2 separate regions of the Xenopus tropicalis genome follow, and region 2 is linked to region 1. The links are chromatin contacts, called in public Hi-C maps. All regions are on one chromosome and are shown on one strand. The core of a region is the stretch at or near the end of the contact, and the rest is flanking DNA. Distances in the headings are between cores, read along the strand shown. Region 1 has its middle 48 kb from the start of btbd19. Region 2 holds the start of btbd19 (BTB/POZ domain-containing protein 19).

Region 1 (6,940 bases), core at 897-3,396:
AAAACACCATATCAATAAAATCAAATATACATAAATACGCTGCGCCAGCTAATCCAAAAAAATTCCTTTCCTGATAAATGGGGGCCCCCAATTATATTTAGAATCTATCTAAAAAATACTATTACCTAGTCACAGATTATATTCTCTTACAACAAGATGCAACAACCAGAAGAATCACATAATTAATAACCATATATATATATGAAGAAATGCATTAATTAATTCTAATAAACAAAATGCATTTGCACAGAAGTATTCACAGAAAACAATTCAAGGACAGAGAGCTATTCAGGCCCCTAGGGGCCACGCAGTCCAATTCATACCTCCAAAACGCTTCCCTTTGTAGCAAAATGTGATCAATGTCCCCACCTCTTTGTAGGCCTGAAATACAGTCAATTGGCATACACTTAAAAGATGATACTGGATGCCTAGCATGTAACCAATGCTGTGCCACTGGTTGTTTAGATATGTCCTGTTTACCCTCCTTCTTCACAGGTTTAGGGTCCAAAGTAGCCCTAATAGTGGCCCGGTGCATATTTATCCTTTCTTTCAACTGTCTGCAGGTTTTCCCGCAGTATATTAGCCCACATGGGCATTTAATAATATACACCACATTGCGTGAAACACACGTAAGCCTGTGTCTGATGATGTATGATTTACCAGTGTGTGGATGATAAAAAGTATCCCCCGTTATTAAAGTGTTACACATAACACAATTACCGCATTTAAATACTGCCATTCTGTTCACGTAAGTCTGCGTAAGATACTTGCTTACCGGATCCGCAGGGGACAAAAGTATTTGTATTCCTTTTGTATCCAAACCGGATCCATTTGCGGTTAATTGTTGTCAATTCTGTATCAGTCTTAACTATAGGCCAATGCTGTAATATAGATTTTTTAATCAGCGGGGTGTGCACATCATAAGTGGTCATATAACACAAAACATCATCATCTACAGTACACCATCATCATAATCCAGTTTATGCCTCAAAGTTATCTCTCGATCTAGTGATGCAGCCCATGTCTTAGTGTTACTTAGTGTTACCCCCTCTCCAGGAATCTTATTTCCATATCATCCAATGCCTTTCGCCTTTCCTCTTGCTTACTTGTTACCCTACATCTGCGATTTGGGCAATGAATCCAGAAGATGGCGTGGATGGCTGCTGGTGTAATGCAATAACGAATTCCTGTCCGTGGGTTTCTGGAATAACTTTGTATGGAGCTGATTATTTATTAAACCTTTATACACAGTCACGTCCAAAAAATCTATGCTGTGTTTATCCCTGTGTACCGTAAACCTTATACTTGAGGGTACAGTATTTAAATCTTGAACAAATGTCAAAAGCTCCTCATCCATACCAAAGGAAAAACAGGTCGTCTATGTAGCGCCTAAAGTAACCACCATATTTACGGAAAAGCGGGTGACAATAAATGTTTTGAGTCTCGTACCAATACATAAAAATGTTGGCATAAGTGGGCGCTACATTGGACCCATTGCGGTCCCGGCCAGTTGAAGAAAATAACTCTCCTCAAATTTGAAGTAATTGTTATACAAGATAAACTCCAGGAGAGACAAAATAAATTCCACTGGTGGTCCAGCATACCTAGGGTTATTGCTTAGAAAATCTCTGACGGCATGTATACCTGCATCATGTGGAATGCATGTGTATAAGCTATGTACATCCATGGTAACAAAAAGGAAATCCTTATCCCCAGTCTCAATGCTACTGATCACATGTAAAAAGTCTGTGGTATCCTGTATATAAGATCCCAATACCCTGCAAAATCATATCCACATATTTGGCTATTTTTTCATATATGGCTATTTTATATATATATATATATACACTTTGGATGTTTTAACAGTCACATGCTGCCCTCTGCTGGTATTTCTAAAATAAATTGCCTGTACTCCAAAGTATTTTTTTGTTTCATCAGAAAGAACTACAAAGGAATGATCCAGATTTATTCAGCAATCTAACATATACTAACTGCAGTTCCAAATTGAGGACTATGATACATTTAAACCAAAAAAAGTAAAAGATCCTCTACAACATATTAACATTGGGTTCTACTGTTCTGGCACTAAGCAAGGTGCTTTTACTGGGACTTGCCTGTAATTCCTTCTTATTTCCAGGTAGTGGCACTGTGGTTGCATGCTGTGCACTTCCAATAGCGCTATCCACCAGGAGCGTGAATTCTTGGTGCTGTGAAAGAGACTGGGGAGAAAAGGTCATGTTGCTAAAACTGCAACAAACTTTATACATTTCATTTCTTATAAAAAAGAAAGAAAGAGGCAGAACATGCTAACAGGGTTATGTAATAAAAGGCACTAAGTTTGCCTAGGAACAGTAACCTATAGCAACCAATCAACAGGAAGCATTTACTAGTCACTTGTTCAAAAGCAAACATCTTACTGGTTGCTGTAGGTTACAGCTACTGGGCAAACTTAGTGCCTTTTATTACTTAGTAAGTTAACTTTTAGTATGTTAAAAAATATTCTGTTTTTTGAAAATTTTCAGTTGATCTTCATTTTTTTTTTATTTCTTACAGTTTTCTTTTAATTATTGCCTTCCTCTTCTGCCTTTTACAGCTTTCAAATGAAGGTCACTAACTCAAAAAACTATTGCTCTGCAAGGCTACAACTTTATTTTTACTTTTTATTATTCATCTATTTGGGCCCACTCCTATCCATCTTCTATTCTCTCATTCAAACCGCTGCCTGGTAGCTAGGTTAAATTGTGCCAGCAACCAGATAGCTGCTAAAGTAACAAACTAAAGAGCTGCTGAACAAAAAGCTAAATAATAAAAAAAAAAAATACATACAACAAAATGAGCAACTGCAAATCATCACAGAACATCATAAAATCATAACAATGCCTGGAATCATGCCAAAAGTCTGGAATCAGTTTATAAACTATTTGCAAAGCCACTAATTGTTGTGGGGGCAGAATTGCCATGTTAGTAAACTGCAATATTTCTTATAAGAAAGATTGTGACAAAGTAGTGTTGACAAAAGTTTTTTTGCCAAGCGTCCATTGCAAATTATTTGAGCACTTTGAATTAATCTTTATTTATGGTTTATCTGGGATCTGTGACATCAGGTACAACCCATGTAATCCCATGCCTTTTCAGAGGGCTTTCCCACACTGGTATTCTCATCAGTTTGTGCCAGGCTGGGGATGTCCTCGCACAGTGAACTGCACCACTGTAATTTTTTTGCTGACAGTCACCTGCTCTGACTAACCTAGCATTTTGGGGAGAATAGTCACCCGCGGTAGCTGAGATTAACTACAGGCGACTAAAAAACGGCACACACGTCACAGAAAAAACGACTTCAGAAAATGAAGTTACGCGTATGCCTTTCCACCATTGATTTACTTTATTGCCAGTGGGAAGGCATATTGGGGAGATTAGTTGCCCATGGTGGCCTAGATTAACTGTGGACAACTAATGGGGTTACCTTCTTTTTGCTAAATTTATACTGGCCAAGCAGGGGGCATGTTTCAGAAGGTGCAGGTCTGTGATGTCAGGGGTGGGTCTGTGATGCAATTGGGGACATATTAGTAATTTGTAATACTGACTCCAGCCTTGGCTGGTATTTTACTAGCTAGGCCAGTAAAATACTGGCAGGGTGGCAAACATATGAACTAACCTCCCCATGGGCTATGGACCTGAGAACTGACCTAGCAGACCCAAGCAGCACGTTGTTTAATTTTATGGTGGATTCTCCGTCAATTCACTTACAGATCACTCAATACAGATCACTCAAGCCAAGGAGTTTGATCTCATCTGCATTTAGTCATATATAAGTTAAAGTTCTTGTTGGTCTTTTCTGTTCGAGCCAGAATTTGAGATACAATCTTTCATACATACGAATAGGAAAACATTGGTGCCATAACTGGCAAAATTTCAAGAATATCTAGGACAATAAAGATCTTCTGTTGCCTAACCCTAGTCTGGGTCCTTATTCCCCCTTATTCACCCATAACCTACCCCACAGTCAATGAGTGGGGTTGGGGTGAAGTGGCCAGCCAGGTTGCCTAGGGTGCCTGACAGGCCTGACATGCTTCCTCTGTAATGAACTCCTGCACACTGCTAGTGTATAAAACAGGCAGGATATGTGTCCTTATGTGGATCACCAATGCAAGTTTCTTTGGTGGGCTTCTTGTACCCCAGTCCAACACTGGACTTCAGCTGTATGGTGGCAATTGCGTCTCACAGCAGCTGGTGGAATACTGGATTAACAACAAAACATTAACAGCAAAAAATGAAAATGTTTCAATGTAATTAAACTATAATGTACTGTTGCCCTGCACTGGTAAAAGTTGTGTATTTGCTTCAGAAACACTACTATAGTTTATATAAATAAGCTGTTGAGTAGCCATGGGGGCAGCCAGTCAAAAATGAGAAAAGGCACAGGTTATACAGCAGATAACAGATAAGCCCAGAATGCAATGAGAATCTAAACAGCTTATCTGTTATGGGCTATGTAACCTGTGCCTTTCCCCCCTTTTCCAGCTTGAATGGCTGCTCCCATGGCTACAGAGGAGCTTTGCTTATATAAACTACGGTAGGGTTTCTAAAGCAAACACACAACTTTTAACAGTGCAGGGCAATAGAACATAATATGTTAATTACTTTGATACACTTTCATTTGGTGTAACTGTTCCTTTAAGACAGTGGTGTAGCTAGAGGGCCCTGGTTCCTAATGTAGGTTTGAAAATGGGGCCCCATTAGTGCCTACCAAACCTTGAAAGGACCAGCTATAAGCTATTTGTCAGTGCAGCCATCATTTGGTTAGAACAAGCAAATAATAATGAAATTCAGGATGTTTTATTCTCCCCAAAAAGGAACCAATGCCGATATAAATGTTTAGATATGAGTTCTATAACAGAAAGCTTAATATTGGTGGCTTCCCCAAATAATAAAATCCCCTTCCTACCTGGGTGAGAAAGCTCCAAGAAAGACTAAATTGAATGTGTGATACTTGCCCATTTTCAACAAATACCTGCAGTAACTGCATATTGCACTAGATGGCAGAGAATACCAAGATGAACAATTACAATCCTTTTTCGTAATGTTTTGGAGCAAAATAACGCTCATACACTCCAATGTATTGTTTAAAAAAAAGTTGTGTGGCTTGGAAAAATTCACTACTGTAAAAAAGCCATTGACTTCAATGCATTTTGCAAATTTTGCAAAGTTTTTTTATTCAGCAAAATGGGACAGATTCGCCCCCTTCACTACACTTTACTACATATGTAACTTTTTTGATTCTTTATTTCTATATCTCTAACATATTCAACAGCATTTTATATAGTTTGTGCATCATTCACACCAGCCACCACCCCAGTGTAGTTTACAATCCAATTATCATACAACAATCACACACTAGGCTGAGTGCCAGGACCCCAGCACTGCTAGGCCAATTTAAAATCCCAATTATACCATGTGTTTCAGTAAGCTTGCAATAAAGACACCGATATTGCAAAGGCTGCAGATATCGGTCATCTCGACGATCGGGCTAGATTTTGATTGGGCGCCATTGAAGGCGCCCGAGCAAAATCTACGTTTAGGGCTGAATTGGCAAATGGAGGTAGAATTCCTATTGTTTCTACCTCCATATCTGCAATTCAGCCCTGAACGTCAGTGGGGGAAACAAACAATCTTTCCTGTGACCAATGGTCGCAGGAAAGATTGCAATTGCTATGTGTATGGCTAGCTTTAGGCATTCATAACATTTTTTCGCTTATAAATTACAACTTTCATTTTCACCTGCTTGGCTGGTAAAATAATAGGCAGGAGGCAATAAGGTTGCCATCTGGACTATATTTCTGTCTAGCCTAGCCGAGGCTATTATAAAATTACTGGCTATGTATTTATAGGTAAATGTCTTTCCAGTTGTTAGACCTGCCCAGTTATGCCACCCAATACTTGCCCCTGCATTTCTCAATCTGCCCAGTCAAGGTCCCCATTTCCCTCAAATCCACAGTGGCTTAACTTTGTCGCCCTACCCCTGTTATATCAAAAGTGATGACTTTCTCCTGATATAGATTAAAGCACCAGCCACTTTACTGAATGTCTAGGTGGAAACCATTTACCAACCCAGTGATGATGGATGTTCCCCTACATAGCACAACATAAGGTTTAGTTCACACTAAATACTGCAGTAAGTACATTTTCAATGGCTACTTCTACTCTATAAGATAGATATAAGTTACCTGCAGTTTCCTTTATTAAATAAAGATTTCCTGTTGCAGAATATAAGCTCCCACATGGGCTTCTTATCTCAGAATTTTACTAGGTATCTTCTTATCTCCTCAGAGAAAGAAGCCCAATTTATCTGCTTTCTGGATCTGCTCCCCCTATCATTATACCACTAAGCATTGTTTCAAATCAGGACTAAATACAATCTTTATTAACAAAGCCAGCCCCTTTATCACCTTCTACCTGTGCTCGTTCCAAGCCCCACACCCTGAAATGCGCATCACCTTCTGCACGATAAATGGGTTTAAGCAAGATAGAATAACCAGATTGCAGGGTGACTTAACTACCACGGTTCACCTTGAAATAACCAAAGCAGTCAAAAAAAGCCAAGTGTGCCACTGCCTAAAATGTCTTAATTATCTCTATAGATTTGTGAATACAGACATTAAACTGGCTATATACAGTACTGTACTTGGATACGTGTGTGTATTCTACAAGCTTACTATAAGATTTGTCATTTACTCATTTATTTTGTGCCATTAAAAGTCATACAGTCCTTGTTTTGATTATATGCTGACTTTGCCTGGCACTATGCTGTGCTTGTGTCACAGAGTTCCTGGGGAAATGGTTGGCAGGGTAGCATGCGACCGTAACAGGGAGCTCAAGGTCTTGGGTGTGCTGCTGTTTGTTCCTACTGATTAACTTTTCCATTATCTCCTGGGAGGCTGAA
Region 2 (6,812 bases), core at 824-3,323, 50 kb after region 1:
TGTGGTTGTTAAGGTCACTGTCCCCAGCAACTAACAACACTGTCATTCTGAGGCTTCAGTGTTATTGGTATCCTTATTTTACATTATTTATCTTTCTATTCAGTCTCTGCCCTATTCCATGTTGATTTCCAGGCTTATGCCTGGTTTGTAGGGTACCTAAAGAAATGCTGTCACGGGAAAACATGTTTTTTTCAAAAGAATCCTTTACTGAAATGCATTTTTCAAAAACACAGTTTTTTTTATATTTAATTTTAAAATTTCCACAACCATGTTACCTCTGCTCTCTTCCACCCCTCTTCCAGCAGCCAATCAGCAGAGCAATAGGAAGGTAGCAAGATAGCAGCTCCCAGTAGATATCAGAATAGCACTCAATAATTACATGGGAGTAGGAGAAACAATAGGTTATCAGAAAGCAGTTCTAATGTGTAGCGCTGGCTCTTTCTGAAAGCTCAGACTCAGGCACAAGGCACTGAGATGGCTGCCTACACACCAATATTACAACTAAAAAAATACATTGTTGGTTAAAGAATAACATTTTAAATGGTTGAGTGAATTATTTGCTATGTAAACAGTGTAATTCAAAAATAAAAAGTTTACCATAAAAATGATGACAGTATCCCTTTAAGGACTAACTTCCATATAGTGGTCTAAATTATACTCAAAACAAAAATGTGTTTACAGTACATCCCCTTTAGAATAATAGCACATGGGACATTTTTTCTGCTGCTGCCCTCCAGCAGAGAATATCAGCAGACCTTTTATAGGTCTTTTCACTGCGACCCCTATTGTTGCTGGTGGAAAGGCATTTCAGATCGGTTAGTCACCTACAGTAGCAGAGATCTATAGCGGGCAACTAACTCGCTTTGTGGGCCATCAGCATAAGGGCAGTGGCACCTGGGGAGAGGCGACTTCGGGAAATTGTGGCGACGCATATGCCAACCCACTGGCGATTTACATTCTTGCCGGTGTGACAGCATTGCGGGGAGATTAGTCGCCCGAAGACGAAAACTTGTCGCAGGGCAACTAATCTCCCTGTGTGCCACTGCCCTAAGGGAGTTTGATCACATGGTCTACGCCCTCTGATTTTATACTGTTACTGTGATACTATTAAAAACAATGGGCATGGAAATCAATATGCCAGCCAACGGCTCTATTGGGGTACTGTGTAGGGCCCTGCCCTTGCGTTTCACTTTAGAATGTATGAGGAGGAGGGGCACTCTAGTTTCCCATGACTTGTGAAAACACAGCGAGATAAGGGAGTGTAAATATTTATCAAAGAGAGGAAGGAAAAGTTCTGTAAAAACTATGTGAAGCATGAAGTTCACAACTATAAATCCAGTGTTTCTGCAGCGGTCAAATCACAAAGAAACCCATATCACTAACCTGAATAAAGGGTTATTTATGAGCTCCCTCAGAGAAGCAGAGAGGGAAGTGCTGTCTCTTTGCAGCGAGCCTGGCTCCTTATTCGTGGGAAAGTCAGGACTTTGAGACATAGTACGGCAGGGCCCAGCTGAGCACAACCGAGAGAGCCCGGCCCTGCGTGCCTCCCCACTCACTTATTCCTCCGAGTCACACACCCTCAGTTCCCGCTCCTCCTGATGCATTTTTCTTTCATTAGATCTTCCTGCAGCTCCCTCACTGTCGTCTCTTTACACAAACCGCCTCATTCCTAGAACTGTGGCCAAGTTCTGGAAGCGATTTACTTTACACAAATGCTGGCTGCACGGCTGCCCTCTCTTTCCTTTCTTGCCGAGGGTTTGTTTTGGAGCAGGGAAAAATACAAACCAGGCTTGGATCAAGCTGCCCTCATTTTAGTATATATTTATTTTGAGCGGGGTACAAAAAACTAATAAATGGTTTAGCTTTTCAGTGAATGTAAGAAGTGTTATTTTTTTTCATAAAAAATATATACTTGCAGGGAGATTGGGGCTGCCTCTGGGTGCATTTAGAGAAATCTCGTTTCTATGAATCTTAGAAAAGTTTTCCTCCTTCTTCCTCTTTGACTTTCTGTTTTAAATCAGTGAGTGTACATACCCAGGAGAACTCCTCTGTGGTATTTTCTAGTAATTTTTACCCACTAGGTTGGGTCACAAAATGAGCAGTTAAAGAGGAGCTCCGGCTTCCAAACCAAAATTTGTTAAAGAGCCCCACCCAACACAGAATCCTCTAAAATACCTATACCCAGGGCCAGAACTAGGGGTAGGCAGAAGAGGCATCTGCCTAGGGTGCAACGATTGGGGGGTGCCAGGCAGCCTCTCCTGCCTACCCCTAGCCCGCTCTCTTTAGTCATTGCCCCCGCCGCTTGTCCTTACGTGGTGGGGGCAATGATCCATTGAATCGCAACTCGAACCCCGCCCCCCCGCATTCAACTGCACATGCGCGCCAAAGGAGGGCGAATGAGGAGGGTGCAGGGGCAAGGTGGCTGACCGGGTTGCCTAGGGCGCCCGGTCAGCTTGGCCCGCCCCTGCCTATACCTATCTGTTCCTTCAAAAAGTATAAATAAATACAATTTGTATATGCTAAATACAGCTGCATAACAGTTCTCTTTCTGCATCATTTAAAATCCTGGGAAGGATGGAGGGACTAAAACATTGATGCTACAATTTGTAACAACTTTTCTACAGCATACAGACAGCATGCAGAAACTAAATAACCCACAATGCATTGTACTGTGATGTTCCTTTCCTTATTGACAAAGTGTGCAGGGAATTGAGGGACTTGGAGTAGGCAGGCTGAAGTCAGGCTGATGTTGATTTAGTTCCTAAGCTCAGTATCTGACAGTAGCACAGAGGCTACTGGGGGCATCTTTGTGGGCACATATATTCCCTTCTAAAGGGCTGTGGTTGCCTTGGGCTGGTACAGAAGCCCAAAGCATAATGTACAACATTTCTGCCCTACTTCTTTAGTTAGGCTTTAGTTCTCCTTTTAAGATCAAGTGCAGGAGAAAATGGTCAGTGACTGACAGTATGGCTGTAGATCTTTGTGGCTTAGGTCTAGGGAGGCACCTAATCCAAAATTTAGGATTTGGCCAAACACGAAATCCTTCACAAAAGATTTGTCAAAATACTGAACTCTAATTTGCATATGAAAACTTTAAAAAAATATATAAATATTGTGTCACCTGTAAAAAAAGGATTGTCTTGCTTTGGCTAAACACAGTGTTGGACTGGCCCACCAGGATCCCAGGAAAACTCCCAGTGGGCCCAGGTGTCAGTGGGCCCTCATGCTCACCCAACCATTTGCTTTGTATGCCTATACCATGGTAATTTCTCATTTATATATGGGAACAAAGAAAAGAAATGAAAGGATGGATAGGTAATAACATGTACAAAGAAGTTATTAAGAAAAAAAGAAGGTGAGTTAAGAGTGAAGGAAAAATTGTTTGAAGAGTGGGCCCACAATCTAAGGTTTTCTGGTGGGCCCTGCCGCCCCAGTCCAACACTGGCTAAACAGATCTGGACAAACCACAAACCAAATCCAGAATTCAGTGCATTACTACTAAGATAAAAGAAAAAAACAGAATCAAGCCTAGTTACCAGCTTACCCTTATTTCCCAGGGATCCCTTGATTGTAAGTTAGACTTGCCTGCACAATTTGTAAAATCAGAAAACATGCTATGAACCTAAGTAAAGCGTAAGTGAAAGGGAATGAAGGTAAGATAGTGTTGTACCAGTGTGGTGGTGAAATTTTCTCTGCATAGTAACCCCCACCTGGGGAAAAAAGTTAGTGTTTAAATACATTAAGGAATGCCTAACACATAGACATCCCCCACATGTATTATCAAATGCTTGTCCTAAAAATTAAAAGCATAGTCTTATTTAATCAAATAAACTGCCTTTACATTAACAAGTTCATAAACTATTTCTAGGAAACATAGAGGACTGGAACACAAGGCACACCTATAATTGTAAAGCTGTTGAGTCACAAGGTTAAGTCCAGTGAAAAAGAGCGGTGTAGTATCCCTTAAAGCATTTTTAAACCCTTAGGTTAGGCTTAGTAAGAGATGGCATTGGAATATGGAATGATACGTGCTGTGGTATTGGCTACTAACATGGAATGTTTGCCAGAGTTAAAAGATCTTATGGTATTAACATGCTGGAGTTGTGCATCTCTTATATAAGGATACCAAGGTACAGGGGACAGAACTAGATTTTCTTGCTGCCATCTGGACCCTTTTACTGCTGTAAAGTGGAGATGCCTTTATCTTGTTAATTTATAATGTAAATGTTCCCTTGTGCTGTAGCCTGCAATGTACATTTTTGGGTTTGATCATACTTCAAAACATTTCTTGACCTTCTGGACTTAAATGGTTAATAGCATATGTTTTCTTTTGCTGTTACTAGGAGAAGGCTGCAATAAGTACAGGAACTATTGTAACAGAACAAATAGCAGATATATATAACCCCTTTTCAAAGCAGCTGCCAGTGATTCAATTCTTTTTTTCTGCCTGACTGCACCCTTCTGACGACCTGTTCATCCCACATTTTGCATATAGCTCTGTAAGGCCTTTCATATTTCATATTTCAGTGGAAAGTATATACTCACATGTGTACAGTACTATGAATACGTCAATGTCACATTACAAGGTGCTATCTAACTAGCAGTGAGCCTGTGACTTATAGATCTGGTTCTATATTTAACATGTATACTGTTCTGCACTGGCCAACTTGCCCATGTGTATTCAGGAGATTCTTTATTGCCATAACCTACAGTATATGAGTTTCTTATTGTTTTGTGAATAAGTTTCAGTTTGCCTGCTAAATTTGTACAGCTTTTAAATAAGAGAAGGGCAGGACAACTAAAAAAATATTTTTTCTCCAATTGTCTTTTTTCTGTAATATTTTAAATTACAATTAAAAATACTAATCACAGAAAAACTACCAGTATTACTGCATTTTACAGGTTTTATGCACCCAACTGCTTAGCAATGAAAGGTTTTCACATACAGTGGAGGAAATAATTATTTGACCCCTCACTGATTTTGTAAGTTTGTCCAATGACAAAGAAATGAAAAGTCTCAGAACAGTATCATTTCAATGGTAGGTTTATTTTAACAGTGGCAGATAGCACATCAAAAGGAAAATCGAAAAAATAACTTTAAATAAAAGATAGCAACTGATTTGCATTTCATTGAGTGAAATAAGTTTTTGAACCCCTACCAACCATTAAGAGTTCTGGCTCCCACAGAGTGGTTAGACACTTCTACTCAATTAGTCAACCTCATTAAGGACACCTGTCTTAACTAGTCACCTGAATAAAAGTCCACAGAATCAATCAATCAAGCAGACTCCAAACTCTCCAACATGGGAAAGACCAAAGAGCTGTCCAAGGATGTCAGAGACAAAATTGTAGACCTGCACAAGGCTGGAATGGGCTACAAAACCATTAGCAAGAAGCTGGGAGAGAAGGTGACAACTGTTGGTGCGATTGTTCGAAAATGGAAGGAGCACAAAATGACCATGAATCGACCTCGCTCTGGGGCTCCACGCAAGATCTCACCTCGTGGGGTGTCAATGATTCTGAGAAAGGTGAAAAAGCATCCTAGAACTACACGGGAGGAGTTAGTTAATGACCTCAAATTAGCAGGGACCACAGTCACCAAGAAAACCATTGGAAACACATTACACCGCAATGGATTAAAATCCTGCAGGGCTCGCAAGGTCCCCCTGCTCAAGAAGGCACATTTGCAGGCCCGTCTGAAGTTTGCCAATGAACACCTGAATGATTCTGTGAGTGACTGGGAGAAGGTGCTGTGGTCTGATGAGACCAAAATATAGCTCTTTGGCATTAACTCGCTGTGTTTGGAGGAAGAAAAATGCTGCCTATGACCCCCAAAACACCGTCCCCACCGTCAAGCATGGGGGTGGAAACATTTTGCTTTGGGGGTGTTTTTCTGCTAAGGGCACAGGACAACTTATTCGCATTAACGGGAAAATGGAAGGAGCCATGTATCGTGAAATCCTTAACGACAACCTCCTTCCCTCTGCCAGGAAACTGAAAATGGGTCGTGGATGGGTGTTCCAGCACGACAATGACCCAAAACATACAGCAAAGGCAACAAAGGAGTGGCTCAAGAAGAAGCACATTAAGGTCATGGAGTGGCCTAGTCAGTCTCCGGACCTTAATCCAATAGAAAACCTATGGAGGGAGCTCAAGCTCAGAGTTGCACAGAGACAGCCTCGAAACCTTAGGGATTTAGAGATGATCTGCAAAGAGGAATGGACCAACATTCCTCCTAAAATGTGCGCAAACTTGGTCATCAATTACAAGAAACGTTTGACCTCTGTGCTTGCAAACAAGGGTTTTTCCACTAAGTATTAAGTCTTTTTTTGTTAGAGGGTTCAAAAACTTATTTCACTCAATGAAATGCAAATCAGTTGCTATCTTTTATTTAAAGTTATTTTTTCGATTTTCCTTTTGATGTGCTATCTGCCACTGTTAAAATAAACCTACCATTGAAATGATACTGTTCTGAGACTTTTCATTTCTTTGTTATTGGACAAACTTACAAAATCAGTGAGGGGTCAAATAATTATTTCCTCCACTGTAAGAAGTCACAGTTAATATTAGAACTTGCTCCAGCTGCCAGCCTTATCATGTTATTTGCTTAGGGACATAATATATATGTACAAAGTATAAGCAAAGTTGTATAATCAGTTATGATGGCAAAGTCAAAAAGTTTCATATTCAATGTCATAGTAAGTAAAGGTAATAGAATGACCAGGTTTAATTTCATTCAGTTTCATAGATATTGAATGTTGCTTCAGGCTTGGTAAATCCAAATATTGCTTGTGGGTTACTGCTGGAACACT

The links. Hi-C and Micro-C count contacts between places; a contact is called where the count stands out from the background.
Region 2: a contact with region 1 is called in a Hi-C map of liver, with 2.2 times the contacts expected there. The contact joins the promoter of btbd19 here to the enhancer-like site in region 1. A contact is called at or near these places in 2 of 5 Hi-C or Micro-C datasets (gastrula embryo and liver).

What each region holds. Positions count from the first base shown.
Region 1 is chr4:90,806,340-90,813,279 of UCB_Xtro_10.0, forward strand. No RefSeq gene overlaps it. Among named protein-coding and RNA genes, the nearest start is that of btbd19, 48 kb to the right of the region's middle. Within about 2 kb of position 2,147, at least 4 of the 11 cell types and tissues checked have an H3K27ac peak or open chromatin away from gene starts, as enhancers often do. A contact at or near this core is called in liver, where this site is marked.
Region 2 is chr4:90,856,213-90,863,024 of UCB_Xtro_10.0, forward strand. It overlaps btbd19 (BTB/POZ domain-containing protein 19), which reads right to left and starts at 2,074. Exons shown (of 8, transcript XM_002937084.5): 1 at 1,384-2,074. The coding sequence starts at 1,493.